Regions from separate parts of the Mus musculus genome. Here all the other regions are linked to region 1. The links are chromatin contacts, called in public Hi-C, HiChIP or PLAC-seq and promoter capture Hi-C maps. All regions are on one chromosome and are shown on one strand. Each heading gives the region's core, a stretch centred on a gene start, on an enhancer-like site or on the middle of the called end of the contact. The rest is flanking DNA. Distances are from core to core; before and after follow the strand shown.

What was found. A called contact is a pair of places that touch in the nucleus more often than the background predicts. HiChIP or PLAC-seq counts read pairs in DNA pulled down with a chosen protein or histone mark. Capture Hi-C pulls out chosen DNA fragments and counts their contacts.
Region 2: a contact with region 1 is called in an H3K27ac HiChIP or PLAC-seq map of embryonic stem cells, with 4 times the contacts expected there. The contact joins the enhancer-like site here to the promoter of Hs3st1 in region 1. A contact is called at or near these places in 5 of 115 datasets of contacts at active chromatin or transcription factors (differentiating embryonic stem cells, embryonic stem cells, neural tube and 1 more) and 1 of 9 other capture datasets (embryonic stem cells).
Region 3: a contact with region 1 is called in a promoter capture Hi-C map of pancreatic islet, with 9 times the contacts expected there. The contact joins the promoter of Zfp518b here to the promoter of Hs3st1 in region 1. A contact is called at or near these places in 9 of 39 promoter capture datasets (the 3T3-L1 cell line, cranial neural crest, frontonasal cranial neural crest and 5 more), 6 of 484 Hi-C or Micro-C datasets (adipose-derived mesenchymal stem cells, cerebral cortex, cortical neurons and 3 more), 12 of 115 datasets of contacts at active chromatin or transcription factors (astrocytes, bone marrow-derived macrophages, differentiating embryonic stem cells and 8 more) and 2 of 9 other capture datasets (adipose tissue and pancreatic islet).
Region 4: a contact with region 1 is called in an H3K4me3 HiChIP or PLAC-seq map of embryonic stem cells, with 6 times the contacts expected there. The contact joins the enhancer-like site here to the promoter of Hs3st1 in region 1. A contact is called at or near these places in 3 of 39 promoter capture datasets (the SN4741 cell line, liver and pre-B cells), 1 of 484 Hi-C or Micro-C datasets (bone marrow-derived macrophages) and 14 of 115 datasets of contacts at active chromatin or transcription factors (the 230-238 cell line, craniofacial prominence, embryonic basal ganglia and 9 more).
Region 5: an H3K27ac HiChIP or PLAC-seq map of extraembryonic endoderm stem cells shows a contact between it and region 1. The contact joins the enhancer-like site here to the promoter of Hs3st1 in region 1. A contact is called at or near these places in 3 of 484 Hi-C or Micro-C datasets (extraembryonic endoderm stem cells, group 2 innate lymphoid cells and immediate neuronal precursor), 11 of 115 datasets of contacts at active chromatin or transcription factors (bone marrow-derived macrophages, differentiating embryonic stem cells, embryonic fibroblasts and 8 more) and 2 of 9 other capture datasets (liver and pancreatic islet).
Region 6: an H3K27ac HiChIP or PLAC-seq map of extraembryonic endoderm stem cells shows a contact between it and region 1, with 9 times the contacts expected there. The contact joins the enhancer-like site here to the promoter of Hs3st1 in region 1. A contact is called at or near these places in 15 of 484 Hi-C or Micro-C datasets (Sertoli cells, cerebral cortex, cortical neurons and 8 more), 11 of 115 datasets of contacts at active chromatin or transcription factors (the 230-238 cell line, bone marrow-derived macrophages, craniofacial prominence and 7 more) and 2 of 9 other capture datasets (adipose tissue and liver).
Region 7: a Hi-C map of cerebellum shows a contact between it and region 1, with 2.4 times the contacts expected there. The contact joins the enhancer-like site here to the promoter of Hs3st1 in region 1. A contact is called at or near these places in 1 of 15 datasets of contacts at CTCF or cohesin (pro-B cells), 9 of 484 Hi-C or Micro-C datasets (Sertoli cells, brain, cerebellar granule neurons and 5 more) and 9 of 115 datasets of contacts at active chromatin or transcription factors (the 230-238 cell line, astrocytes, embryonic forebrain and 5 more).

What each region holds. Positions count from the first base shown.
Region 1 is chr5:39,642,927-39,646,945 of GRCm38.p6, forward strand. Hs3st1 (heparan sulfate (glucosamine) 3-O-sulfotransferase 1) reads right to left here and starts at 1,705. Exons shown (of 2, transcript NM_010474.2): 1 at 1,491-1,705.
Region 2 is chr5:38,653,508-38,657,526 of GRCm38.p6, forward strand. No RefSeq gene overlaps it. Among named protein-coding and RNA genes, the nearest start is that of Zfp518b, 29 kb to the right of the region's middle. Within about 2 kb of position 2,229, at least 14 of the 459 cell types and tissues checked have an H3K27ac peak or open chromatin away from gene starts, as enhancers often do. A contact at or near this core is called in differentiating embryonic stem cells and embryonic stem cells, where this site is marked.
Region 3 is chr5:38,682,804-38,686,822 of GRCm38.p6, forward strand. It overlaps Zfp518b (zinc finger protein 518B), which reads right to left and starts at 2,023. Exons shown (of 3, transcript NM_001177902.1): 1 at 1,876-2,023.
Region 4 is chr5:38,750,970-38,754,988 of GRCm38.p6, forward strand. Clnk (cytokine-dependent hematopoietic cell linker) reads right to left here. Exons shown (of 19, transcript NM_013748.3): 9 at 1,798-1,823; 10 at 858-877. Among named protein-coding and RNA genes, the nearest start is that of Gm22779, 53 kb to the left of the region's middle. Within about 2 kb of position 1,967, at least 5 of the 459 cell types and tissues checked have an H3K27ac peak or open chromatin away from gene starts, as enhancers often do. A contact at or near this core is called in embryonic stem cells, where this site is marked.
Region 5 is chr5:38,848,406-38,852,424 of GRCm38.p6, forward strand. The region is part of intron 2 of Clnk (cytokine-dependent hematopoietic cell linker); the gene reads right to left. Among named protein-coding and RNA genes, the nearest start is that of Clnk, 26 kb to the right of the region's middle. Within about 2 kb of position 1,921, at least 9 of the 459 cell types and tissues checked have an H3K27ac peak or open chromatin away from gene starts, as enhancers often do. A contact at or near this core is called in extraembryonic endoderm stem cells, where this site is marked.
Region 6 is chr5:39,049,497-39,053,515 of GRCm38.p6, forward strand. No RefSeq gene overlaps it. Among named protein-coding and RNA genes, the nearest start is that of Gm46937, 31 kb to the right of the region's middle. Within about 2 kb of position 2,260, at least 7 of the 459 cell types and tissues checked have an H3K27ac peak or open chromatin away from gene starts, as enhancers often do. A contact at or near this core is called in extraembryonic endoderm stem cells and granulosa cells, where this site is marked.
Region 7 is chr5:39,074,786-39,078,804 of GRCm38.p6, forward strand. No RefSeq gene overlaps it. Among named protein-coding and RNA genes, the nearest start is that of Gm46937, 5.2 kb to the right of the region's middle. Within about 2 kb of position 1,981, at least 26 of the 459 cell types and tissues checked have an H3K27ac peak or open chromatin away from gene starts, as enhancers often do. A contact at or near this core is called in cerebellar granule neurons, cerebellum, cerebral cortex and 1 more, where this site is marked.

The sequences.
Region 1 (4,019 bases), core at 455-2,954:
TACAGTGAGCTTTGGGAGCAAAGCTGAGACCACAGTACCTTGTGTCCCCCACCCCCACCCCCAAAGCAGCTGGTCAAATACCCAGGGCTGGGGCACCTGGGGACTGCGCTGGAGATCTGCTCCCACCCGGATTGGGGAAATGGCTGGGAGGTGGGGCAGCCTGGGTGCTGGTGGTACTTTCCTGAGAATGCTGAGCTCAGACTGAAGCAAGGGCGAACTCTCTCCTCTCCCTTATTCACGGTCTCCTCTACTCACCCCAGCTCCTGGCTAACAAGAGACCTCCTCTGGGAAAGCAGCTTCAAGACTGTGGATGCAGAGTTGGCTCCTTGGGATCCCCCCAAAAGCATCTTAGCATAGTTAAGTATAAAAATAGCCCCGGGATAACGCGGAGGGAAGAGGAGGAGTAAGTCTCTCGCGCAAGGCAAAGCAAGAATACCACAGCTTCTGCGTTGTGTTGTGGGGGTTGGCGAGGAAGGGTGCTACTCCTGATCCAGAGGAGAACCCCGTGTGTGCAAGGAAAATAAAGTGCCTCCTTTAGCTTAGATTGTGCCATAAAGAGTCGGAGGCACCCACAAATAATTGCTAAGTCTGGCACAGCCCACCAATCCCTGGTAGGCATCTGGCTCCAGCACTGGCTTCTCCATCCTACTACTGGTTTGAGCCCCAGGTTCGGAGAGCTGGCTTTCCAGTTCCAGGAATGGCAGGGTCCAGAGGAAAGCAGCGGAGTCCACTGCTCTAAAAAAGCGGGTGTGTATGGCACACCTGAAGAGGTCAGGCTCCGAGCGAGCTGTGCACTTTCTAAATACAAGCTTCCCAGGTTCGTGTACGGACATCCATTATCCACTACCCTCCCCCATCCGCCTCCTCTATCGGTGGTACTCGAAATAGAAGCCGAGGTGGGAAAAAAGTAAAAAAGTAACACGAAAAAAAAAAAAAAAAATAACAGCCGTATGTAACTGGCTGTCTTAATACCTAAGGTCCTGCCTGTCACCTTCTTCTTCGAGTACCCCGGGAGATGCTCAGTCTCCCCATTATTGCTACCAAATGCAAAGGCAAACTAGACCAAGGCTTCCACACCCGAGATGCCCCATTCCAGAGGGACTCCTGTTAGCTGTCCCCTGGCCCAATTCTCCGCCCTAGGTGGTACCCGGGCTCAGCCAGCGCTCCACTCTAGCTGCAGTTGCCCAAGGTCCTAGAGAGAAGCTGTGGCGCCGAGCAACGGGCAGCGACGACCCTCTCGAGTCATCTAGGGACATAAATCCAGTCTTTTAAGAGTCAGAAAGTCTGGTACCTTATAGTCCATCTCGCGAATTCTAGAGGTGAGGTTTCGGAGCAGGAGACAGGAGAATCAGATAACCCCGAGTCTTGCCTCCAGTGGAGTGTGTTCTACCTGCTTTAGCCTTATCTCACCTTGGGCTTTGCACTTGAGTTAGTCGGAATACCAGAAGAAGGTGCCTAGGCAGCCCTCACCCCTCACGCTCCGCGCTCACCTGAGTCGCGTACCCGTCCAGCCGGTCCGGCGCCCTCAATCCTCTCTCCGGCCGGGCCATGGGCAGCACCGCCGCCAAGTACCTGCGCCCTTTGGAGCAAATTCACACTCACCCCGGGACGGGCGAGCGGTGAAGGGACACAGGCACTCACCGAGAGAGACCCGGCGGTGACCGCAGCTCCGGGCTGCAGCGCACTGAGGACCTTGCAGGCAGGCGTTTTGGTGCCGGTTCTACGGATGGGAGGAGCAGGAGGAGGAGCAGGAGCCGGAGGAGGGGACAGTGGAGGCCGGAGCTCGGGGAGAGCGCGGAGGGCAGAAGAGGATCTCGAGCGCCCACTGCTGCCTTGTTGGCTCTGGTACTGCCCCGAGTCCCGCCTCCCAGCGAGTCCCTGAGCGCCGACTTCCAGCAAGCCAGTTAAGCACCCGATTTCTGCGCTTTTGGGTCCCGAAGGAGCCGGCTCCGCTCACCCAGTACCTCGGCTCCTCGGATTTTAGTCTAAAGGGAGAGACCAGCGCAGTCTAGAGGGTGGGGCGTGTGGCTTGGGTGACTTTATCCACCTTGCAAACCCTGGACTCCTGGTCGGCTCCCTGACCCCTCTGGGTCCGAACCTTGGGCCCATATGACCGTTATCCTTTTCATAAATTCTGCGTGGTCCCCAAGACCTTCGCAGTACCCACGTGTGTTCCCACCCAGCGTTCCTTACCAGCAGGTGACTCGCTTTAGGCGCCTGTGCTCGGTGCACAGACCGGGAGGTCTCTGGAGCCGGTAGCTCCATCTTGCGCTGCAGCAGGGACAGGAGCCACTTGAAGAGGTGGCTTCAGAGTGTGCTTTGTCGCCACGGAAAAACCCTCTCTCCAAAACCCTCTCTCCTTCGGTTTCACCTCAAAAGGACCGACTTAAGGCGAGCCCGAAGAATTCAGCTTTCCTTTAGCAAAAGTAACTAGGTTGGCAAATTTCACCTCTGAAACTAATCAAGTTTTTCCTGCGTTCCAAAGCTGAGAGGTTTTGTGAGAGAGCCAACCTGCATAGTGTGACTCAGTTTAAGATTTGGAGGGCGAAGGAGCTGGAATCTCCTTGGAGACACTGGATTGCTTCAGCCCAGAGCAAGTCGCCTTCCAAAGCAGGTTACCAGAAGAAAAGAGGAGCAGGCAAGAGAGAGAGAGTGTGTGTGTGTGTGTGTGTGTGTGTGTGTGTGTGTGTGTGTGAAAGGAATAAGAAAGAAGTAACCAAATTCAAATCAAAAGAACTTCTTTTAGCTACTTTAATATCTTCCATATCTTAAAACTCAGAATATAAATATTTACCATCTATATTTCTAGAATCAACATTTTCCTATCTAAGGGGGAAAATTCCTTTGGGAAATTGACCTCGTAGCTGGTGCAAAGATTAGCGTCAGTCCTCTTAGAAGGCAAACGGATGCCCAGTTTATTGTGGCTTATAAAGCAGGCAACATCTTGGAGAGCTTAGCCAAGTTTTCCTTTTCAATGATAACTTATTAGAAAATTTAATGATTCTGGCTACTTATTCTTTGAATAAATGTAAAGTTGATATGCCCATTTCAGGTTAAAAAGGAAAAAAAAAAGTGCATTCACAAAAGCCACTTTAAATCTGCATTTGGAAAAGTCAATTTAAAGTTTACTTTAGATTTAGATACATACTTTTTCTCTCATTCTATGAAGTTGGGTAAAATCCCACAAATATCTATTGTGATTAAATGGAGAGTTCAGATTAAAAGGGCTGCCAACTCTCAGTTATGGTCACTTTAAGCTTCTTCCAGATGCCAAGCACAGTGGAGATGAGGAATCCTTCAACACAGGGTGGGAGGGGTGTTGGTGTCCTAAGTTGGTTGAGGTTATTTTTCCTTCATGAAGGGTCAAATGTGTTTCAATGCCCAATACATGGTATGAAGTACACAAGCCATCCCTGAGACACAAAAGGAGATTTGCAAGAATTCTTCTATTCATACCTTGGAAGTCAGAGGCCAGTTAACCAACTTTCTTTATTTCCTGCCACAAAAAACTCAAAAGAAATGAAAACCCCAGCCCCAGTTCAGAGTCTCTGTTACTCACCTTTGGCAGAACCTACTCCATGCACATTCAGCAAGTGATAGGAATTGGAGCACTGACCTTACAGTTGCGCATCCACACCAATATTATCAAATATTTATTGATCAATAGTCAATGTTCTTAGATTTAGGTAAATAAAAATACCAATGAGCTTTCTGGCTGTCTTTTTGTTTGTTTGTTTGTTTTTGTTTTGGTTTGGATGTATATGTCTGCTTAGACATTGATCTCTCTCCTAGATGTCTTCTGGGACTCCCTTCTGCTCACTCCTAGATACCTGGTCTGCTGTATTGGCCCTAATACTGTATTAAACAGAGCTGTTTTTGCATCTGTCTTCGCCAGTACATTGGAAGAGCCTTGGGTTTGAGTAACCATACAATTGTCCTTTTGTAGGTTCTCTGACAGTATAACTTAAGGACCCACCCCCCCTGAAAACTAACAAACATAAAACCCAAATAACATCAAC
Region 2 (4,019 bases), core at 979-3,478, 990 kb before region 1:
AACTTAGAAGCAACTGGTTGGTTTAAATCTTGACAGCATCCATAGTGTTATCTTGAACTGGTGTGAGTCGAATGAATCAGATGCTCAATAGTGTTATTGGGAAATGTTTTCATCACCATAGGTCAGGGTGTGGAGTAAGTACCAAATGGATCCTAGCAGAAACCAAATGACACATCTGAGATGTGTGTCCTTGGAGGCTTGGATTAAAGTGCCAGTGGAAGAGGTGAATCCTGGAATGCAGAGACATGTGACACGTTTTCAGGAAGACTACCAAGCATACAGGTAAAAATACTAAAGGGCTCCTTCTCAGGCCTTCAGGCTTCAAGCAATATGTGCATGTGGCTGTATGCTTGAATAAACTTCTCAGAAGTGGGATATTTTCAAACAATTAGGTAAGGTCTCTCCCTCTCCCTCTTAGGTTCTTTCCCTAGCTCTGTCCCATGGGTAGCTGGAGCCCTGAGTCTTGTGCAGTGAGAGTCAAGTGTGGATGTGTTTTACTCTACATTTTAAGTGACTGTCTCACATGTGTCTAGGGACAGTTGTTGTTCACATTGTTATTTTAGAGGTGGTCTCTGGGGCCTCTCCTCTTACCTTCTTAGGTAACTTACAAGGCTTGTGGTATCACACTGCAGAACCATAAACTACATAAACTACATTATACAGTGCAAATGGGTCTGAACAGAGCCTAGCTACCAGAAGTATGTCAAGGAAGGAGAAAGAAAGAATTTGAAATGTATAAAGCCAGACACTAGTCTGAAAATTCAATTCTTGTGGAACATTGTAAGCAATTCACTTACTGTCACTCTCTGTCCCTGGCACTTCAGTTAGAACTGAAACAATCAGGTGTCCAATTTCACACTTCTTCCATAGAACTCTGACACATCAGTCATGCATTGGTTACAGTGAGCAAGTGGCTCAAATCTGCAAATTGCCTTTCTGTTTTCTCTACTGAAAATAGGGCAAAGCTCATCAAAAAAATTTTGCATATAATTATGAGGAAAAGATGACTGTACAGGAAGGGCACTAAGGAGGAACTGCATTTGAATTCGGTGAGGTGCATGTTTCTGGAAGCTGTGCATGTACACATGAGTGCAGGTGCAGGCTGGAGCCAGGGGTTAATATCAGGTGTCTTTCTCAATTGCTTGTCACTTTATCTATCTATCTATCTATTTATTTATTTATTTATTTATTTGAGACAGGGTCTTTTACTGACCCTGGGACTGGCCAGCCAGCAAGCCCTAGGGCTCCCCCTAGCGCCACCTAGGAGGCACTAGGATTACAGGGTTAGGTAGCTACATGATGGCCTTTTATGGAGGACTGGGGACCCCAGGCCCTCAAGCTTATACAGCAAGGGTTTTACAGAATGACCTGTGCACCTACCCCTCCTCAGCAGCTTTTCATTTTAAAAGTTAAAATGTCTCTCCTAACTAGATTTTTTTTCATCTTTGTACTTAATTTACTATTTGCAAATTTATATTGTATTTTTAAAACTTCACAATATATATGTGAAGTTTTCCATAAAACTACCTCTGCCCTTATCCATAGTGTTAGGTGAAAACAACAACAACAACAACAACAGCAACATCATCAACAACAACAAACTAGACACTTGGGCAGACACTAGAGTGTAGCAGGTAAAGATGTTTTCCTCCAAGTCTGACACCCAGAGTTCAATTCCCATCACATGGTAGTAGGAGGGGACTGAGGCCTGAGAGTTGTCCTCCGACTTACACAGACACTAGCTGTGCCATGTGTGCCCATGTCTTTGTGTTCACAATAGTAAATATAATAAACATTTAAACCAGACATATAAGGAAGGAGTTTTCTGGGTGAATGGAAATCATTGGCTGGAACATAAGGAACTGTGAATGCCTCATTTGCATGGAGAAGTATCCTAGGAATCCCAGGTAATTGGGTGGGTCCTTATTAGGGAAAAGGAAGTTTAACTTGTAGGTTCACTAAGGTCTTTGTGACCTTGCTCACCTAGAGGGTGTGGGGATCAGACGTCTCTGATAAGGTCAGGCAGCGAAGAAGCCCTCCTGGAAAAGGGAGTCAGTCCTCCATTTTGCTCCTAGCTCAGAGGCGCTCTCCAGACACGGTAGACTACTACGACCTTAAATAGCCCGCTTTCCCAACATGGTTTGAATGAGAAATGTCCTCTAGTGGCTCCTATATTTGACAGCTTAGTCCCCAGTTGGTGGTGCTGTTTGGGAGGGTATGGAACTTCCGGGATTTGAGGCCGAGGTGGAGGAAGCACGTCGCTGGGGGTGGGGCCTTGAGAGCTGATCTCTCAGCTTCCTCCTCCTGCGGTTATGCCTCCCCTGCAGGTTTTGGGCATCCAGCCCTCTGGAAACATAAGCCAAACTCTTCCCTAAGTTATTTCTGGTCGTGCTATTTTATCACAGCCACAGGAAGGTAAATCATGTGTGTGTGTGTTCCAGGGACTGAACCCACTCGGCCACCTTGCCAGCCCTAACTTGTTTATCCTGATCAGCTGTTTCTTATTCCTAGCCTTCTTGCACATCTCATTTTCTGTCGTTTCTAAGAAATACCATCAATTGGCAGTGATAAATTTTCATTTACTGGAGACATTTCCGAATTCTAAATGGTAATTACGCTCCGAGTTCCTCAGTGAAGTTTCCAATGAACAAGGACCAGGAAGGAGCCTTTTCCTCCTGAGTGTGACACGCAGGCCTTTACAAGACCAGAGTTTGTGTAGGACCAGAGTTTGTGTAGGACTGAGACTGGAAGGAAAGGAACGAGTCATTTCCAGGATTCCTAAGACAAAGAGTGAGGGGGTAGGTCACAGTTCTCCAAAGACACGAATTGCTCTGACCAAGTAAGTCTCTTGGAGACAAATTAAAGACAACAGAGCCGGGCTGTTGGGGCTGGGCTGGAGACGGGGCGGAGTCCTCGTACCACCTGCTGAACACAGAACACCTGCCCAGACTCCCTGGTGGGTGTTGGAGTCAATCACAGACCAATTTAGAGACTCCAGGGACCTGTCCCCTCTGGCTGCTTGTAGGAGTTTGTTAGAAACTACTATTCAAAACCAACTGAATTGAGGCTAATATGGAGTTCCTTTCCTTTCCTTTCCTTTCCTTTCCTTTCCTTTCCTTTCCTTTCCTTTCCTTTCCTTTCCTTTCCTTTCCTTCCCTTTTCCCTTTTCCCTTTTCCCTTTTTTCCCTTTTCCCTTTTCCCTTTTCCCTTTTCCCTTTTCCCTTTTCCCTTTTCCCTTTTCCCTTTTCCCTTTTCCCTTTTCCCTTTTCCCTTTTCCCTTTTCCCTTTTCCCTTTTCCCTTTTCCCTTTTCCCTTTTCCCTTTTCCCTTTTCCCCTTTCCCCTTTCCCTTTTCCCTTTTCCCCTTTCCCTTTTCCCTTTTCCCTTTTTTTCCCCTTTTCCCTTTTCCCTTTTCCCTTTTCCCTTTTTCCTTTTCCCTTTTTTTCCCTTTTCCCTTTTCCCTTTTTTCCCTTTTCCCTTTTTTCCCTTTTCCCTTTTCCCTTTTTTCGCTTTTCCGTTTCCCCTCTTTTCTTTTCTTTTCTTTTCTTTTCTTTTCTTTTCTTTTCTTTTCTTTTCTTTCCTTTCCTTTCCTTTCCTTTCCTTTTTTTCTTCTTTCTCTCTCTCTCTCTCTCTCTCTCTCTCTCTCTCTCTCTTTCTTTCTTTCTTTCTTTCGAGTACATTGTAGCTGTACAGATGGTTGTGAGCCTTCATGTGATTGCTGGGAATTGAACTCAGGACCTCTGTTTGCTCCAGCCTGCTCCCTCCAGCCCCACTGGCTCCGGCCCAAAGATTTATTTTCTTTAGACACATCAGACAGGGGCGTCAGATCTAATTACGGATGGTTGTGAGTCACCATGTGGTTGCTGGGACTTGCACTCAGGACCTTCAGAAAAGCAGTCTGTGCTCTTAACTGCTGAGCCATCTCTTCAGCCCTGGAGTTTCTTTTTAAAATATAATTGATTTAATATTAATTTTATGTGCATTGATGTGAGGGCACCAGATCCCCTGGAACTGAAGTTAC
Region 3 (4,019 bases), core at 773-3,272, 960 kb before region 1:
GGGTGTAAGTCTGGGATCTGCAAGATGTGGTCTCTTGGATATATTTATTGAAGAAAGGGCAAAACAAATCAACCTTCTAAACGCTTCTCAACGGCAGCCAGTCTAAGCTTAAAAAGGAGGGCTTCCTGGGAACCTAAACGAAATGGAGGGCTTCCTTGCTGGAGTGGGGCTCACGGCTGATTCAGAAGCCTTCCCAGGCTACCCTGTGTTACCCGCTCCTACCCATGACCCTACCCATGAAGGGACAGTAGTCTGGATTAGATAGTCTCCAGCCACTTTTCTGCAGGTGGCTGCGTTTGCAGGGTAGCAACAGCATGCAGTGGAGATCAAAGGCACTTTAGGAACAATCAAGGCAGGGAGAATCCTCACTGGGAAGGACCCCCACTTACCACAGTGTCAGCAGACTTGGTCATGAAAGGCCGGCCATTGCATTGACTCAGAGGATCCAGGAGTGCCTAAGGAAAATGGCAGCCCTGGCAGTGACAATTATGAACCTGCCCTTTGTTCTGCCTCTTGCACACACACACTGTCCCAGACCCTCTTACTTAATGGCAGATAGACAAGAAAGAAAATATAGCTTTCTTTAAGTGGGCTGAAAATTAATGACTGCCATCCAGAGGAAGCCAGGAGAGAAGGCAAAGCCCCCCTTTAGTCTTCAACAGCCACCAGCATAACAGGGCCGGATACATCAGATGCCCCTGCCAGGGCTAACATAACAGATTCAAGAGAAAAACATATTTTAAATAAATGCACGCCTTCGATAAGGATAATGCCTGCAATTTAAAAGGCTGAATATGGCACTCCAAGCATATTAATATTTCTGGGCTTCCAGAATCCTTGGGAAGGGCATACTCTCCGGTATAGTCCTGGACTGGGCTTAACTTTGTATGTGTGACTTAGCGGGACTGAGACACCTTCCCAAGCTAGCTGGCTACTCTTCTGTAGCAAGTGTTGCAAGCTCAGGGTGCTCGGGGAATTGTCTTCGAAGGTGATTTCAACTCTAAACTTAAGGTGTAATGTTTTAAGAGCTCAAACACAACATTGAGTTTGGGTTGGTAGGCTATTTTTCAATAGGACAACGTGCTTGATGGTTCACTTTTAAAAATTGATAAATATTGTTGGTATTCTATATTTTTTAATAGCAGAAGTAATTTAATGGGGGTAGATCAAATACCCAACAAACAAGAGGAGTTTGGTATTTCCGATCTTTTGGTTTTCCCTTTTCGGGTCATAAACTTTGCATTGGTTCTTTCTCCTTTTCTGCACCCTTTCCTTAGCCTTAATCTGCACCCAATCTCTTAACTCCAGGCAACAGGATCAAACTGAAAGGCTGCGATGGAGCTGTCGTGCAAAAGGTGACATCAAGACTCATCCCACCCAGAATCAGGTCTTCTGTGGACAGGCCCACCCCGACACCCGCTCCAAAGACAATGCCAGCGTGGTCCTCAAGTTTATTGTTGGCGCGCTCGCAGGGATGCACGCTCTGCCCGGCGAGGCCAGGGCGCCTTGTGGCGCTGAGCGAGGTGCGAGTGCGAGAGTCGCACCGTCGCGTCCCCTCAGGGCCGGCCGGTCACAGATGGGGTGTCTTCCAAACGCTGAAAGCCAAAGCCGCGTCAAGCCAGTCTCAGAGGCCGAGAGGCTTTAAAAATGGCCTCCTGACGACACTTCCTGCTCGGGGCCGAGGCATCTTTTAAAAAGCCGGCTCAACCGCCCGGCGCGACAAGTCGCGGGGCTGAGCCGGCGCTGCACAAAGGCCGCAGGGTGGGCCGTGGGTCTCCGACCCGATCCGCCTAGCCCGGAGGCGCGCACGCGGAACCGTGGAGCCACGCCCGGCCGCGCCCGCCCAGGTCCCTACCGCCCCGCACCACCACTCACCCGGACGCCGCGGCACCGCACGGTCCCAGATCCCAGCGGACGGACAGGCGTCTAGACCGCCGGCTACCGCCCGCAGACCGCCGCCGCCGCGCCCGCTGTAGGTCCCTACCCGGGGGGGCGGAGTCGGGCCGGCGGCGCGCGTGCGCAATGCGGCGCGACTGCAGCGGAGAGGCGGGCGCCTGAGGTTGCCCCTTCACTGCCCCTGGGCTGTGGGCTCTGAGCTTGGGGGCGATCGCACCCACTGGGTGCAGTGTTTGCATCCCTCCGTCCTGCACACTCTGCAGCTTCCTCTGCAAAGAACTGAGTGCGTTTCTCTTTGGGTTCAATGGACTATCCATGGGCGCCTGGCCCTCCTTGGGTCCTGCGGAGGGTGGATTTGGTGCCTGCCCTCAAGGAGCTTGAAGTTCTACAGTTAAGTAAGTGAAGCGACAACAAATGGGCTCAAGTCTTCAGCCATCACAGCTTCAAGGGGCGCCCTAGTGAAGGAGATGGGCCTGCAGCCCTAGATTTGGATACAGCTAGCAGCTGGCTTAGGCATAGAAGCTTCGACGAAGTCATTTCTAAAGCTAAGGAAGATCATATTTGAAGGCTAAGGCCTCATCTCGTGCACGTTGTGACAGTCAGCAGGGAAAGGATTGATGGAGAGACAGTCAGAAGATGCTATGAGCTCATTTAGTGTGTGGGAGTTTGTGTCTATCTCCTAAGTTTCAATGTCTGCAGGTAAATGGTCCCTTTTCACATTAGGTTCATACCTACAGTCTACTGGATAAAAGACAGTCTTAAATAGTCCCACTCTGAGGGAAGAAGGGAATCATAAGGCTAGTGGGCTCACAATAAGTGAAGAAGGGAATCATAAGGCTAGTGGGCTCACAATAAGTGAAGAAGGGAATCATATGGCTAGTGGGCTCACAACAAGTGACTTTGATGCTGCTTCCCAAAAAACCAAAACTGTCCCTCAGCAAGGTTGCATGGGAGCAGCGTCACTGTGAAGTGCAGATCCTTCATGGGCAATAGGCAGACGATTCCTTCAAAGCTCTGCAAAAGAAGCCAAGACTGGACTCCAGTTCCTTCCTCTGGGTGGGTGGCAAAGATCAGCGCCTAGATGTCAGTTGGATGCTGGAAAGAGATGGCGGGCTTTGGCAAAATCCAACCTGGAGGAGTGGAGTTTGGGAAGAAGAGGTAGTCACAATGCCAGCTGCTGGGCAAGCTCCCAGCCCCTGAAAGAGCAGGTACCAGACATAGAAAGTCTGGGCAGAGATTCTTTGCCTTGCTCTATGAGACAATGCCTTTGACCACACCCTAAGCTATCTTCCTGTTTTAGGGTCTTATTGCTGTGAACAGACACAAGGCAACTCTTTTTTTTTTTCCCCTGAGACAGGGTTTCTCTGTATAGCCCTGGCTGTCCTTTGTAGACCAGGCTGGCCTCGAACTCAGAAATCCACCTGCCTCTGCCTCCCAAGAACTAGGATTAAAGGCGTGCGCCACCACCGCTCAGCACAGGGCAACTCTTATAAGAACAACATTTAATTGGGGCTGGTGTACAGGTTCAGAGGCTCGGTCCTTTATCATCAAGATGGGAACATGGCAGCATCCAGGCAGGCATGGTGCAGGAGGAGCTGAGAGTTCTACATCTTCATCTGAAGGCAGCTAGCAGAATACGGACATCCAGAGTGGGAGTCTAAAGCCCACACCCGTAGTGACACACCTACTCCAACAAGGCCACATGTCCAAATTGTGCCACTCCCTGGGCCAAGCATATTCAAAACATGACACCACCTATTCCTCTTTTCTCTTTCTCCTGCTAAATAAACTAAAGGACCCGCTCTCCAGAAACAAAAACAAATAGGTTCAAAGTTCAGAGACTCCCTCAAGAGTAGGCTAATGATAAGTAGAACATTGGGAATATGTCCTGATCATGCCTGAGAACTTCTAGTGACACAAAGAACTCACTCAGGAAAGTCGGTTATACATAGGAGAACCAGAAGTCTCAGTGCTAGAGAGCTTTTAGCTCCAAGTGTTGTGTCTCCTTTCCATCCCCACCCACACATCACAGTCCCACCTTCTTCAGTCACAGAATTGACAGAAGGATGCTTTTGGATCGTCTGGAAGCTTCTGTGGAGATAGAGCTACTATGGGCCTGCTTC
Region 4 (4,019 bases), core at 717-3,216, 890 kb before region 1:
TGTCTGTCCTGATCTCATGAGGCTGGGCAGCTAGGTGTACCTGCAAGATGCTCTGTCTGGGTTTTGGAAAAAAAAGAAGAGCATATCATGTTGGTATTTAGGGAGGAAGAGTCTGGGAAGAAAGAGCAGTCAGTGTAGAGACACTTCTACAGAAATGGGTACCTTCATGGTAATCAGAAGGTTCTAGGTTACTGTTAGGCATTTACTAACATTGTATAACACTATATGCCTGATGCATGTTTGGCCAGCTTGGTCTTGGGCTGGTGAAATGGCTCAGCAGGGAAAGGTACTTGCTGTCAAGGCTGAAGACCTGAGTTTTATCCCGAGGCTCCAACTAGTAGAAATAGAGGATCAACTCCCGTACGTTATCCTCTGGCCTCCCAAGCACACTGTGGTAGGTGCACACTACCCACCATAAATAAGCAAATGTAAAAAATGGAAGTTATTTGCGCCAAATGTGTGTACTAAGAAAGGAAGATGAATGGAGGGAGTTTTGCTGACCACGGAAGGACTGTCTGACGATGTGAATGGATGGAGGCTTGCTGGATCTTGTTCACAGAGCTTCCAAGGCCAAATGCCTGTGCTTCTCTGTTTCAGGAGCTGGTACAAATCATTTAAATTAACAGCAAAACAAAATGATTAAATTCATAAAAATCGATTTCATATGTATGAGTGCTTTGGTTGTGTGTTGTCAGTGTGTCACGTGTGTGCTGTGTCTGTGGAGGCCTCAGAGCCCCTGGGACTGAGCTACCATGTGGGTGCTGGGGATCAAACCTGGTTCCTCTGAAAGAGTAGCTAGTGCTCTTAATCTCTGAACCATTGCTCCAGTCCCACAAATGTGATTTTTAATGTCTTACCGAGGAGGTGGCAAAGGAGTCTGTGAAAGGAAACAGAACCAGGAGTTAAATTCACTATTTTTTGGGCAGGACCACTGATTAAAATTTTCCTCCTCCCCCTCCCCTCCCCTCCCCTCCCCTCCCCTCCCCTCCCCTCCCCTCCCCTCCCCTCCCCTCCCCTCCCCTCCCCTCCCCTCCCCTCCTCTGTTCTCCCCTCCCCTCCCCTCCCCTCCTCTGCCCTCCCTCCTCCTCCTCTCTTCTCCCCTCCCCTCCCCTTCCCTCCCCTCCCCTCCCCCTCCCCTCCCCTCCCTTCCCCTCCCCTCTCCTCCTCCTCCTCCTCCTCCTCCTCCTCCTCCTCCTCCTCCTCCTCCTCCTCCTCCTCCTCTTCTTCTTCTTCTTCTTCTTCTTCTTCTTCTTCTTCTTCTTCTTCTTCTTCTTCTTCTCCCTTCTTTCTTCCCCCAAATTCTCCCTTCTTTCTTCCCCCTTCTTCTTCCCCCTTCTTATCTTTCTTCCCCCTTCTTTCTCCTTTTCTTTCTTCCCCCTTCCTTCTTCCCACTTCCTTCTTCCCCTTTCCTTCTTCCCCCTTCCTTCTTCCCACTTCCCACTTCCTTCTTCCCCCTCTCCCCCCTCCCTTCTCCCTTCTCTCTTTTCTCTTCTCCCTCCTCCTCCTCTTCCTCCTCCTCTTCCTTCTTCTTCTTCTCCTCCTCCCCTCCTCCTCTTATTCTTTTGTTTAGGACCAGAGGACGGAGGACGAAGGAGCGAGGACTTATGCTTGCCAGGCAAGCACTCTACCACTGAGCTAAATCCCCAACCCCAGAATGTTTTGATTTACCAATGAAAAGGAAAAAATGATTGAAATCCCAGAACACGGTTTCCCAGTGACATTTAAGCTGCATCTTGCTGTGTCTGTATGTCTGCGCCTTTGAAGAGTAACAAGTACATTTTAATATTTTTCACTTACCTTGTTTATTTTTGTGTATTTGAATCCTAAAACATAAGACAGAGAAGACCATGAGCCCGGTGGAAAACTGGAAAATGTCATCAAATACTCTGGAAAGGACTCTGGACAGCTCAAGCGCGGTGGAGAGCTGGTCTCTGGCAGGTCTTGCCCTTCTCTCCTTTCCCTTTGTCTTGCTAAAACCCATTAGATTACATTCCTAAAGCTAGCCACCAGGGTGCTTTCCCTTCCCTGTTCACTTCCTCCTCCTGAGGCGGACTACCAAGGTCTAGCTATCAGAGCCCCCTCTGGCTCACCCAGTTAACATGCCCAATTAAAATTAAACACATCATAACAGTGTTTGCCATTTTACCTTTATAAACTGTTATTTTTCTATGTGCCACATTTGCCTCCTCTCTGTCCTCTGTCTCCCAGTGACAAATACCCCTCCTCCCTCTTGCTTGTTTCCTTCTGCTTCTTTCTTATCCTCTTTTTTTCTGTCTTTGTCTCTTATTCCCTGGCCTCTGTCCCTTTGGGCCAAATAAATGTCCTAAGTGCTGAGAACTTGGTCTTGGGGGTTGTGAGCCAATTCTTTTCCTTTCAATGCTTACATATGCTTCTATAGAAACCACTCCTATATTCAGTAAGATTGACGGCACTCTTAATGATACTTATTGGGATCTGATCAGTTGCCAGGCATGATGCTGAACCCTTTAGTGTAGGGATCTATTGCATTCCCACCCACCCTATCAGAATGAAGCATTTAAGATGCGGGGAAATTAAACATTCCACAAGCTAGAGAAACAGAAGCAGATCACTGTGAGTGGTGTGACTCTTAAGGACCCACGAACATCACCCTCTCACTATCCCTCATCCTTACTCTTGGAAACCACCTTGCACTTCCTGCTACTATGAGCTATGCAGTTTCACGTTTATCTATGTGACTGCGTGCAGCATTGCATCTGTCTGTGTCTTTGTCTCACCCAGTGTATTGTCTCCAGACCCATATATGTAGTCACAAATGGTAGGCTTCCCTCCCTTGTGGGACTGAGTAAAACTCCATTGTATAGATGTATACTGTCTTTTTACCCAGGCAGGACAGACAGATTGCTTCCATGGTTTGCTTTATGGATAATGCTGTAGGGAGATGGAGTGGACATGGCTCTTCAAGATCCTAACAATGCCTTGGATGGATACGACAGGTTGTATTCTTGGGTTGCAGGATCTGATTTTACGTTTTAGAGGAAATACTATACTGTATACTGAAACACTATGCCCAGATGACTATGCCAGCATGAGTTCTTGCCAACAGCAGGCACTGCCCTGCACCTTGTGATGTCACTTTAGATGGGGAGCTCATACTTAAAGCATCCTTCCTCATTCTAGGAAGCTTTCATAGTAAGCATGGTAGACCTTCCTGATGCCACGTGTGTCTATTCTGTGTCTCTATTAGAATTCTGGGCTTTCTCAGGCATTGTTTAGTATTCTTGCCACTCTCGTAAAATTTTAGTAGTAATTCTATGAACAACAGCAACAAACCACAGGTGTCCAGCGCGTGGCCTCGGGCTGCTTGTGGTACAGGGTAGCTTGCTATGTTGCAGTGTCATGCGACATAAATGTACGTCTGCACTCACAAGCCACGAGCCTCAGGTTGGACATGGATTTCCTGTGCAGTTCAAAACAATGAAATTTCTTTGCCGTGTGTTGCATAGAAAAACCAAAGGCCTGGGCACCCCTACACCCTGTCAGCTACAGCAAGCAGGTATGCCCGCAAGTACCCAGTGCTAGGGGCTGCTCCACACTGCTGGTTTATCCATCAACATCCCACAAGGCAAATGGTCTGGGTGACCTTAAGGGTAAGCACACTGAATCACACAGGTGAAGGAACTCATCGCATGGCTATCAGCTCTTGAGACAATTCAGCTAAAATCCTGCAAGGTTCTTTATTTTCCAGCAGGGGGGCCTTGTTTAATAAGCAGCAGCAGGCACAGAGCCTCCATGGGCTGCACCGGGTCCTCTGAGTATATATCATAGCTTTCAGTTTAGTATTTTCATGGGGGCTCCCGAGTGTGTGAACGGATGGGTCTCTGTTTCTTGTGTGTTCTCTTGAAGCTCTTTTCCTTCTGTTGGTTTGTTTTGTCCAACTTCAATGTGATCATTTTTGTTTTATCTTATATACTGCTTTGTTGTTTATTAAAACATTACTAATTTTTAAAAACTTTGAGGCACAACTTTTGGTGCACACT
Region 5 (4,019 bases), core at 671-3,170, 790 kb before region 1:
AAAAAAAAAAAAAAAAAAAAAGAAAAAAGAAAAAAAAGAAAAAAGAAAAGAAAAAAAAAAAGAAACAAGTACAGGAAAAACTAGAATGAGAGAAGGGTGTGCGCATGTGGTCATACACCTACCCCCTTACCAAACTCCACGAAGGAAAGCAAGCCCCGCAATAAGGAAATAGAAGGGGAGGCTACAAACATTTAAAACAAGGGAGATGCTTTAATATCGAGGGCAAGCTCACAGATTCCAGTTGCTCCAGTCTTTCCCAGAGTGTGTGCAGATTTGACAAGACAAACAAGGACTCCCGAAGAGGAGCCCCTGCCTTCGAGGCTGACTGGTTGATAAAATCTTCAGTGACAAGGCAGAGTTTGGAAAGTTGCTGATCTCATAGGCTAATTACAGTTTCTTTGGGGGCAATTTTATGCTGTAAGAGACCATCCCTGGCCCACCTCTGTATCAGACCTGACATTCTGATAAACAGATAAAAACCTTTGGAATGTATTGACATCACAAAGCCCTATTTACTATGAAAGATCAGGCTAAAGAATTTGAGGCTATGAGATAACATTGTGGGTATGCAGCTGATGTCCTCGTACCCGCTATATCAGCTCCCTCACGTTCCCACCCATGAATTTAAAAATTGTCTTGATTTATAATGTTCTTTGTTCCATTACCATAAAAATTCCATGTCATTGCTTTCATGTTGGAACATTGTATTCGAGGATCTATGTTCCTAGCCCACAGTCACCCACATTTAGCTTTAGAACAAACTATCTTTTATTCCCCTTGAGGCAAAAGCTGAGGGTTTTTTTTTTTTTTTGCATCAACAATACATAGTCTCTTACAACTAATTAATACTTAAAGTTTTTGAAAAAATAAAGGAAGGAAACGAGGCCTTGTGAAAGATGGTGGGAAATCATTTCACAGTTCTTCTTCATTTGCTTCGCTTTTGCATCTTGGTGGGTAAAACCCTTCAAAACCGCATGGATGTAAAGCTGGAAATTGTTTTATTCTTCAAAGGATTTTTGTTCAAGCAAACAATAACAGTGACAATGGGGACACAAATGCCTGTAATTGCAGCCGGTCACCGAGGAAGTGGTGCAGGCCTGGTGCAGGCCATCAAAAGCCAGCCCTTCTGTAGGGCCTTTAAAAAGCCACCAGCCCAATTCAGGCCTCTATTCTCCTCATTTTGCTCTGTAGTTCACTGCCACCCCCGCCCGCCCCACCCCTGGAAAAAAAGCACCCATCAATAGAGAGACACAGGAAATTAAATTTCACCATTCACTAGAAATAGTCAAGCAATTATCTCTCCAATTACTCAGAATCAGTTTTAAGGAACAAAAGTCAAATTATCAGTCAGTTTAGTGTTCTTCTTTCCATTCAAACCTGATAGAACTTCCCCAGCTGCTCTCATTACTTATGAACATCCATCCGGTCTCTCGTCTCCTTTTGTGTTTGTTAACAGGCTCAAGTCAGATTGCACCTCATTTAAGGATGACCCTTCTAGAGCAGACGCTCACTTCAATTTTTGTTCCTGTGACAGTAAAGCCATTTCTTCCAGGTTTAACACAACCATCAAGCCATCACGAAGCACAGCACCTTGACCCTCCATCACAACAATGAAATAGCAAGACCACACAGTAATATCTACTTTATGGAACTAGGTAGACAGAAATCCAACAGAATCCCACCTAATGCTCCGTCCATCTTCACATTCATGCGATAGAAGGTTGAACAAGCAATGGAACTCCCAAGATTCAGCCCTTGAGCCATTGTTTATGCTTGGGTGGGATTGTTGGCTAATGCAGCTATTGAACTCCATACGCAACCTCAGTAAGCTCTTTGATTCAGCAAGATAGACTTGGATGTAGTCATTTCTTTGAACTTTGCTGCCTTATTGTTGGGTGAGAGATATTAGTGGGTTCAAAGGTCACTGGGGATAGTTTCCTCCCCCTACCATCTGAGGCTTATCAGACAAGGAACTGAAATACCAGGACTGATTAGAAGACTGGAGATTTCTGGCCCTGGGTGGGGACATGCCTATCTGAACTGCCTGGAAGTCTTAAGATCATTGTCTAGTTGGAGGCTTTCTGGTAAAGAACAATGAACCCAAATGGGACTGTAGTCACCTGCACAGGAAAATGCCCCTCAGGAAAACCTGCCAGTTCTAGAGATTCCAGAACTACTATGAAAGCCTGCTTAAACTGTGGCGCAATGGTCTGTTTGGTCAGTGTCTACTCTCACCCTTTGAGGGTATTCTCTGCTCCACAATGTAGTCTCTTTGACTACATTGTCCATTCTTGGCCCTTGAGAGTGAGCTCTGCTCTGCAACAATCCCTTTAGCCATTGCTCACTCCTGTTCCTTGAGAGTGCATCCCTTTACTCTGAAGTAAACCATGTCTCCATTCCTCACTGCACTCCATCTTATCTGAATTCTTTTAGTGCCTATCTCAAGGACCAGGGAGCTGAGATGAGTGCAGAGTCACATCCTGGTGACATTATTTGGGACAAATAGATATTTATTTATATCTCCCCATGAAAGCTCATGCAACAGCCGGTCCACAGAGTAACCATGTGATCCTCTCTGTTCTCCCGAATCCCAGTACATACCTAGTGGACTTCTTTGCTTGCACACTAGGATTCGTTCATTTATTTCCATTCTCACCTAGAATGAATGATCCGCCATCATCCAAGAAGTTATATAAACCCAAAACTGAGCTTTAATATCCAACAGCATAGGCCTTGCGAGTGTAGTAATTGTTATGTATAAAATAAACATACGATCTGTTCTAGGCATTGAGTTCTGTTAAATATAATAAACTAAAGCAGTAGCTCAAAGTGATTCTCTCTCTGTCTCTGTCTCTCTCTCATCTCTTTTGGTTATCAATTTGTTGGATTCCTCTTGGGTTCTTTGGTGCTATTCTATTGAGAAGATGCCTCAAGAATGACCAGAATGCATGCTAGAGATGGCTTGTTGGCAGTCATGTCTGATGCCTAGTGCCCTAGCCTCACAGTCTCTTTTGAGCTCTCTGTGTTGCATGGTGATGATAGCACACAATCTGGGTGGTTGCTGACTCCCTAAGTAGAAAGTAGAGCTAAATGGATATTTAAATGAAATCCCTAATCTTGGTGCCAGGTCTCTTTCATCACATTCTGTTGATTAAACTATCACATGATCATGCCGTTTATAGGAAGGAGAGAAGACTCATCTCTGAAAGGTTTGATTTCAGGTAACAAAAGCAATCATAACAAAAACAAATGGGTGGAAATATTGTCATGATGTTTGCAAACCACCATTGGCTTCGTGTATGAAAGGCTCCCTCTTTGTATGGAAGGCTCTCTCTCTGTGCTGTCCACAGTGCTAAACACATTGTGTTAAGCCATTTGACATTTTCGACAGTGCTTTGAGAAAGCTACCATTGCTATCATTTTTACGTAATAGTAAGAACAGCACGAGAAGTCAAAATACGTGTTTATAGTCTCATAGCTAAAGAGCATCAGAGAGAACATGGCCATCAGACTGTTCTAGAGTCTGAACTCTTAATCACAGAAGTATTTAGTTGCTCCACTCTGACAACTAAGCAAATGTTTGACTTTAGTATCTGCTTTCATGGATTAGCTCACAGAATTCCTTTTACACTTGTAAAATTGCAGGAAAAATATTTCATCTCTTAGAAATGAATTGAGAAGGATAAAAACAAGAATGAAGAACCAAGTGGGAGGTGCTCAATCTCAGAGGCTTGTTATTTAGCAAGTGACTATGTCTCCTTCGCTCTTTGTGAGGGTCTCTTAAGCAGGAAACTCTAAGCAGCTAGACCTCAGACCTCAGACCTCAGACCCCGGGGACATCCCCCTTTTACTTTCTGATTGGTACATTTTCCAGGATATCTAGTTTGACATTGATTTTTGTCTTTGCCATGAAAAACTGAAGGCTTTTACCACTTCAGTCTCATTTGAACATGATCAACTTTCTCTGGAGTCCACTTTCTTACATCTCATCTGCTAGGGAAAGCTGACCCTAGACCGGA
Region 6 (4,019 bases), core at 1,010-3,509, 590 kb before region 1:
ATGAACATTGGGATAACTGGAACACTGAGCTTTTGGGCTGGAGCTTGTCAGTGCACATCACAGACAAGGATCTCACTGCTGAACTCTACTCGCAGCAGCACACTCCTTTTTATGTACAAATGAACACCCACAGAGTGCACAGAACCTGTTTGTATCTTTTTTCAATCAACCTCTTATTAAATATAATTTAGGATGCAATCATGAATTAGTGTGAGATTCCTATAATAAAAGCATAATATTCTATTTGCTACCTTGGCCTCAAATTCATGAACTTCCCTAGAAACTTTGAAGTTAAAGTATGAGAAGGAAACATATTGGATTAAAATATGATAGTGTTTTTATTGTAACAATGTTTTTCATGGCTGGTTATTAAAATAAAATATACATGCAAATATTTGCCTTCTGACTGATATAAAGAATAAGTTATTGCCTTGGTCTAGTGGAAGACTGGTTATCATGTGACTAATTTTGCAGATGTTTGACATTTGATATCACTATGCTGTGGCTGCATCTTCCCCAAGGCATAGGGCTTTTGTCTGCAATATTGACATGGACTCACAAATTCTGTTGTATGTTTTAGCACTAGGATGGAAAGAAAGAAAATGAAAAGTGGCCATGCTTTCCTCTGGTGACTAAACTTAGAATTGTTCTTATGACTGAGTTACATCCTTCTGGTGAATTTTTTCTCCCACATGATCCAAGCATCTTACTGATAAGGCTGTGAGACACAGCCTTCAGCTTGGACTACTCCCAGATAATGTACCAATGCAGCAAGCCTAGGGCCAATGACATCATGATAATATGATAACGTTATCATGAATTGTTATCAGATATAACATCCTGTTATCATGTATTCTCATTTCTGCAAAGTCACATGACCTACATTGTAGCTCTCAAGTCACTATCTAGTTAAGTCTAGGTTAGACTAGGTTGGATATTCTTTTATAGTCTCTTAGGAATCCTTGCACTTTATTTCATATCATGTAAAGTTACTTGGATTAGATGCTTGGCTGGGTAAATATTTAGTTCACATCTATCCTTGATAGTAGAGCAAGGAAACAAACTGAAAGCAACTAACAGATGTAAATCTCAGAATCCTAGAAAGGTTGCTTAGTAAGTGCTACTTTTACTTGCGCCTCCAATGAGTGGAGCAGGGAGGAAGCTGGTCCTGGAATGTCAGACTTTGTGGCATCAAGCCTGAGTGATTCAGCGAATAGCTGAGCCACCAACAATTGTGATGCTACAGAAAGTAATTATTGCCTAACTGATTTGTACAGTGGTTACTTTACTGGAAAATGAGTTGATTGCCGTCTCTTTTGAAACAAGTTTATAAGATAAAGAAGAGATAAACAAGAATGGCAATGGGAGCTCTGATATAAATGTGGAACTTGGATCTGAACACAATTGACTAAGCATGTCCTTGTCCTTGAATGGCACAGTAGAGCCAAGGTGGGGGTGGGTGGGGGGGTGGGGCGGGGGGCTGAGGAATGTTCTACATCTTGGTAACCTTGATCAGATAGAATGTGCCAGCATGTGTTTCCTAGGAAGGTATTTTGTTTGTGATTTGTGTGACTTGCTTGCCTCTCATGTCCTCTGGAGGTGTGACTGCAGACTCCATCCCAGGCTGTGGTGGATGTCCTGTTCTTAACTGAAATCTTCCTTTTCCCAGAAGATGCCCAGAAAGGACAGATTTGCTTTCTTTCTGTCTTATCCTTCTCATGTTTTCATAACACTTTTATCAGTTTCTTAAGGAATTCTCAACAAAGTGCCCCCAAACTGGGTCACATGCTGTCATCATTTACTCTTTCTCCTCCTCCTCTTCCTCTTCTATTTAGAGAAGAGGATCTCACTTGAGGGATTTTGCAGATCTGATTGGCTTATGGGCGTGACTGGGGGTGGGGTTGATTGCTAGTTGGAATGGAAGGGCTCAGCTAGCTATAGACAGTAGCATTACTTGGGCAGGTGGTCCTGCACTCTATAAGAATGCTCACTCTTTGTCAGGAGGTGGTGGTGCACAACTTTAATCCCAGAATTTGGGAGGCAGAGACAGGCGGATTTTAGAGTTTGATGGCAGCCTGATCTACAAAGTGAGTTCCAGGACAGCCAGGACTATACAGAGAAACCCTGTCTTGAAAAAAGCCAAAAAAAAAAAAAAAGAAAAGAAAAAGAAAAAGAAAAGATTGCTCACTCTAAGCATGGGTCTTGGAGTGAGTCAGCTCTTCTCTATGGTTTCTGATTCAGGTTCTTGCTCTGACTACCCTTAATGACAGACTGTAGCCCATAAGCCCTAAGTTGTTTTGGATCACACCAATAGAAAGGAAAGTAGAACACATCCCTTCCCAGAATAGCTGACTTCCTGTCCCCCGGGAACTGTAAGAAGGAGGATTTTTTTCTCTCTCTTTAGATTCTAGGAGGCCATCATTAGAGTAGATCCCACAGTCTTGGTCTGTCATAGGTCAAAGGAGCAAAACAAAGATTGGGAGAACTCACTCTTGAGACCACAATCTGGTTTTCAAGACCTTTGCCTGAAGGTCCATTCTATTTTTGCAAGTCAAAGCAAAACATATATATCAGCTTTCTCCTGCTCTATGCATTCTGTCTGGGATAAGGTCTCATTTTTGCTCCCAGGCAAATGCAAGCTAGCAAGAACAAAGGTCATGTTCACAGAAAGTCAAAAGAACGAGAATCTCATCAATAATGTAATGGCTAAAAATCTAGATAAATATTACCATCATTGAATGATCTCAGGTCTCTACAGGTCTTTGTGACCTGGCTTAGCTTTCCAGCAGCCTGGTGTTTAGTTTCTTCCGATGCTGGGCGCTTTCAGGAATAACAATATATTCCTCTGAGTTGCTTGTGGATCCCAGATCCCGAGGTGTATCTATCAAGAGGTCAAAAGTTCATTTCCATTACAGGAATAAAGATACAAGAGTCTTCCTGACTGAGCTGGTCTCTGATCCCTCTGGCTCCTCTCTCCTCAGGCCGAGGTCATTACAGCTGAACATAGTGAACAATGTGTCCTTGGAAGCAGCATTCTTATTGCACCAAGGAATCTGCTCCATCAGGGGAAGGAATACAAGGAAATTTAAAAATCATCGTGCACCGGCTGCTTACAATTTGTTGACAAATAAGTAGGAGAGTCAGAACTTATCACTTTTAATTCAGAATATATCACCCTGCTCCTATAGGCCCAGCTCAGTGGGAGAAGGGGCAGTGGAAATAAACAGATATAAGGTGAGGTATTGGCATCAGACAGCCTTTGACCAGAGACGGATTATGCTTTTTAATGAATGTCGTGAAGTTGGTGAAGTTTGAATACCATTTCTAAGGGATATAGATCCAGGAAAGCACTTCTTCAGTTGTATGCACTTTTGTTTTTGAAGTAGAAACATCACTGAAGAAAACAGCTCCCATATGTTCTCACTTTGAAAATTTAGAATAATTAGTGTGCTTTAACGAGTCAGTAGATCTGTCTTCCATGTGAGCACCATACGGCACATGCAGTAAATTGGTGGTTTTCAAGTGTCGCTGGCAAGCCTTGCCTGGGACTGAAGCTCAGGTGGGTGGAGGCTGTGACAATGGGAACTTATTTATTCTGCCTTAAGTAGGTGGCTGCGTTTTTGCACTGCTCTGGTTTGCCACAGATCATAATAAACAGCTCATTACCAAGCCCCCCTTCACAAAACCCCAAAAGAACACAGTGAATGTGTCAAAAGGAAATAAATATTTACTGAAATAACTGACAGACTCACTCACAGATATATGCCAACTTCATGTTTGTATGTGTTATTTTTACTGCATTTTTTTCTCTCCAAGCCTTTCTAGAATGTCTTTTTTTCCTGATGGAGTAGCTTCAACGTAAACTAACTTCTGTATAAACTTCTTGCCCTGGTCTTTATCAATGTTTGGGACCTTGTTTCATAAGCAGGGAAGCCTGTCATGGATTTTGAAGTACTTTTGAATTTTTAAAACAACCTCTTATTCTAAGGCTTAAATCTAACTGTCCAGAGGTCAAGGTT
Region 7 (4,019 bases), core at 731-3,230, 570 kb before region 1:
CTGGTATCCTGCTTATACTGTCAACCTCACATAACCTGAAAAAAATATTTAGATTGAGTAGCTGTTTTTATTAGGTTGGTCTATGGCCATAACTATAGAAGGTTATTTTAACAGATTGATTCAGTAGGGTCCTGCCCATTTTATCCCTAGTGTGATGGTTTGAATAATAATGGTACCCATAGGCTCATATATTTGAGTGCATGGCCATCAGGAAGTAGTTCTATTTGAGAGGAATTGGTTTTCAGCCTTCTTAATGCTGTGATCCTGGCCCTCAAATATCAACTTATTTCATTGTTCCTTTATAATTATAATTTTGCTACTGTTATGAGTTACAATGTAAATATGCGATGTACTAACCCCAAAGGGATTGAAATCCACATGTTGAGAACTGCTAGATTAAGAGGTGTGGCCTTGTTGAAGTAGGTAAGGTCTTGATGGTCAAAGTGCATTACTGGGCTTGGGGGTGGCCTTTGGGCTTTCAATAGCCCAAGCCAGTCCCAGTAGCTTTCTCTTCTCACTGCCTGTGGATCCATAGGTAGAACACCTAGCTACTTCCCCAGCACCATGTCTTACTACATGCCATCATGCTTCCTGCTATGATAGCAATGGACTAAACCTCTGAAACCATGTCAGCCACAGTGAAATACATTCCTTTATAAGAGTTGTTGTGGTTATGGTGTCTCTTTCCAGCAGTGGAACACTGGGACAGACACCTAAGTAGTCCTAGGCTATATAAGAACTAGGTGAACAGAAGCATGGAAGTGAGGAAACAACCAGTATTCCTCCATGGTTTCTCCATCAAGTTCCTTTCCTAAATACTCTCAATGATGGGATGGCACGGAAATGTAAGCCAAATCAACCCCATCACTCCTCACAGTGTTTTGGTCATGGTGTTTGTAAGCAACAAACTGAGGCTAGAACACTTGGCTCTCTCCTTTTATAGATGGAGAAGCTGTAGCTCACAGGGCAGGGTAGGAAACAATAGCTTGAGATACACCTCACTCAGTCCTAAATGGGATGTCTTCATCAAACTCCTCCCTTTAGGGATCAGGGATCTATGCAAAAGAGGAGGCTGAAAGATTGAAAGAGATGGGATGGATAACACCAGGGATCCAGACACAGCAGGACTGATGCACATATTAACTCACAAAGACAGCTAGTACAGGTTCCAGCCATATGGGTCCCAGTGAAGTCTCACTGAGTATAGTAACTACACTGAAGGGCAGGGCCCACACCTGGAAATAGATGGCCAACACAAAATGATGTCAGTAGTATTGTTCTAGACTTTTAATCTCCTATGGCTTTGTTTTAGGTGTTTTGGGTTTTTTTGATTGTATATTGTGGTTTCTGATTTTGTTTTTATGAGTTTTATGTACATGCGTTTCTTGTGCTCTTTTGTTGTGTTGTTGTCAATTTTTTTTTTAATTTAAAGACAGGTTTGCCTACCTGTTTGTTTTTTAAAGAGAGACAACGAAAAGGCATGGAGTTGGCTGGGAAGGGTGGTTCGGGAGGATCTGAGATCTGAGAGGAGTTCGGGGAGGGAAAACTAGGGTCAGAATATAGTATATGAAAAAAGATCTCTCTATGAGAAAATCTTGCCCCATGGGTTTACCTAACACTCTTTCATATTCTCTCTTCTCTCCTCTCCCCTCTCATACTTGGACTCACACCCCAAGTCCTGTACATTTCAGGCAAACGTTCTATCAGTGAGGTAAAACCTTACCCCACCTGCCCTTTACACTGTATGCTTAACGTCTTGGTTTTATGGGTCAGTGACCTGGTGACCCGGGATCTGAGGTGTATGAAAATCTTGGGCACTCTCCAGCATCCCCAGCTGATACTGAGAGAACAGTTAAAGTGCTGAGCCCTCCTCACTGATCACAAAGTAGACTTTAATTAGTAGGAGCGGCTGTGCTCACCCAGTAGGGTGCCGGGGAGTCTGCTTCAGAAATAAAACCTCCAGCACAGAAAAGGAGAAAAGGGGCAGCTGGCGCCAGATGGTGTGGAGCTTTAGGTGGTGTGCAGTGAGCCATTTCTGACTCAAGAAGGTCTCATAGGGAGCTGATCTGTGCTAGGCGCCGCTGCCCCAGGGCAGCCCCTGGCTTTCTGTTCAGGGACCTCTGTAGCAAACGTTTCTCTAGTAGTTCTCTGCCAAAGAAGAGGCTTGGACGGTTCCTCATTGGTTAGGAAGCAGAGTGGGAGATCTTTTAGATCTCCTGAAAAGACTGCAGACAGAGGAGTTCTGGAAAAACACTGAGTGTGGGCATCTCGAAGCCCACAAAGTGACATTGAGGACTCTGCCTAGGTTCTAGAGGAATCTGTAGAACAAAGATGCCCCCGTAGACTGTTGTGAACTTGGACCTCTGAACTTCTTGGCGCTGTACCAAGGTCATTCATAACCTTTGGGGCAGTGCAGAAAAACCTGAAAACAGGAAAAGAAGGTATTAGGGACACATGGTCAGGCAGGCAGTTCCTCCTCTGAAATCTATGCTTCCCTCGCAGGAAATTTGCAAATAGTGTTCAACTCCCAGATATCCCTGCTCCAAGGTGTATCCTTTCTTAATTCCACAGAATGTACTAATTGTTGTGTGCCAGGCACTACTCCACATAAAAATGATACAGTCCAGGGGTCTTGATTCCTATTCATTTTCTCTGCCAGTTAAAGTGTTAGCATTCTGTCTAAACTCCACCCCACAGTTACCTGGAAACAGCCAGGTAGTCCTGGCCCACTATAAAAGGAGTTGCTTGCCTCCTCTTCTCTCTCTCTTGCTCCTTCTACCTCTCTCTATTGCCTCTCTTACCTCTCTCTCTCTAGCCTCTTGCCCTCTTGCTCCCCTTCTCTCCCTAATTCCTTTTCCCCCCTCTCTCCACGTGATCATGGCTGGCCTCTACATCTCTACTCTCTCTTTCTGCCTTTCTCTGCTTCTACTGCACTTTTAACTCCCTTCCCCATATCCTGAATCAACTCTATGGCTGGTGCCTCAGGGAGAAGGGGTGCCTTGGCATGGGCCCTGACCCTTACCCCATATTTCACCACACCCCATAGAACATATCTCTATACCTCTCTCTATCTTTTTATAAACACATCATAAAGAATGGAAAGGCAGGAAATCTCAAGCTCAACAGGTAACAGCAGAAAAATCTCAAGCAGGATACCTGCAGACAGAATCATCATTTGGAGACAGGTATTTTGTGGGGGAGGGGATGAGGAAGCACAAAAATGTAGCAGACACAGAGAGAAAGACCCTGCAAAGCAGAATGGAGAGTCAGAAAGTCTAAATATCCAGACTCTTCTCACGGGCTGAGGCTTGTAATGTCTCTGAAGAGTTTTTTGTTTCCCCCCTGATTTAGAGTTGGTCAGTTTAGTGAAATCTAGAATAGTTGATTTTTACACAACTGTTTAGTAACATGTCTCAATCCTGCCCCTCTTATTGAGCCAGTCCATGAGCAGGCCACCTGCTGGGGGGAGCTGGTTGCCTACAAAGCCTTTGTTTTAAACTGCCAGGCTTTTGTCTTGATTTTGGAGGAAGAAGTCAGCCATCTTGGAAGTTCACTCTCTTTATTACTAGCACCTTTCTCTATCTGCCTGTCTGCCTGGGAATCCATGCCATTCCTGTTCTCTCAGTAATACAATAACAAATGAGATCAATATTAAACATGTAAGTACATCAGATCAGTTTGGAAATTAGGAAGTTGTGGCAAGCACTCACACACACACACACACACACACACACACACACACACACACACATTTCTTAGGATCCTAGAGAGGGAAGAATTTGAGAGAAAAGTCACCATTTTTGTTATTATGATAAACCAGCCATCTCTGGGAACATGATGTTGAGATTAGGCCTTGATGCTTAGAAAGCCTTCTGGGGAGAGAAGTAGATACCCCATGGTAAGAGACATTGGTAGGAACCTGCAGGCACAATGGTTTTATGTGCTCACGAAGCAGGCCAGAGGATGGTGAGGATATGCAGGGATTAAGTCTTGGGGTGGTCAGGGCGCATTGTGTTCAG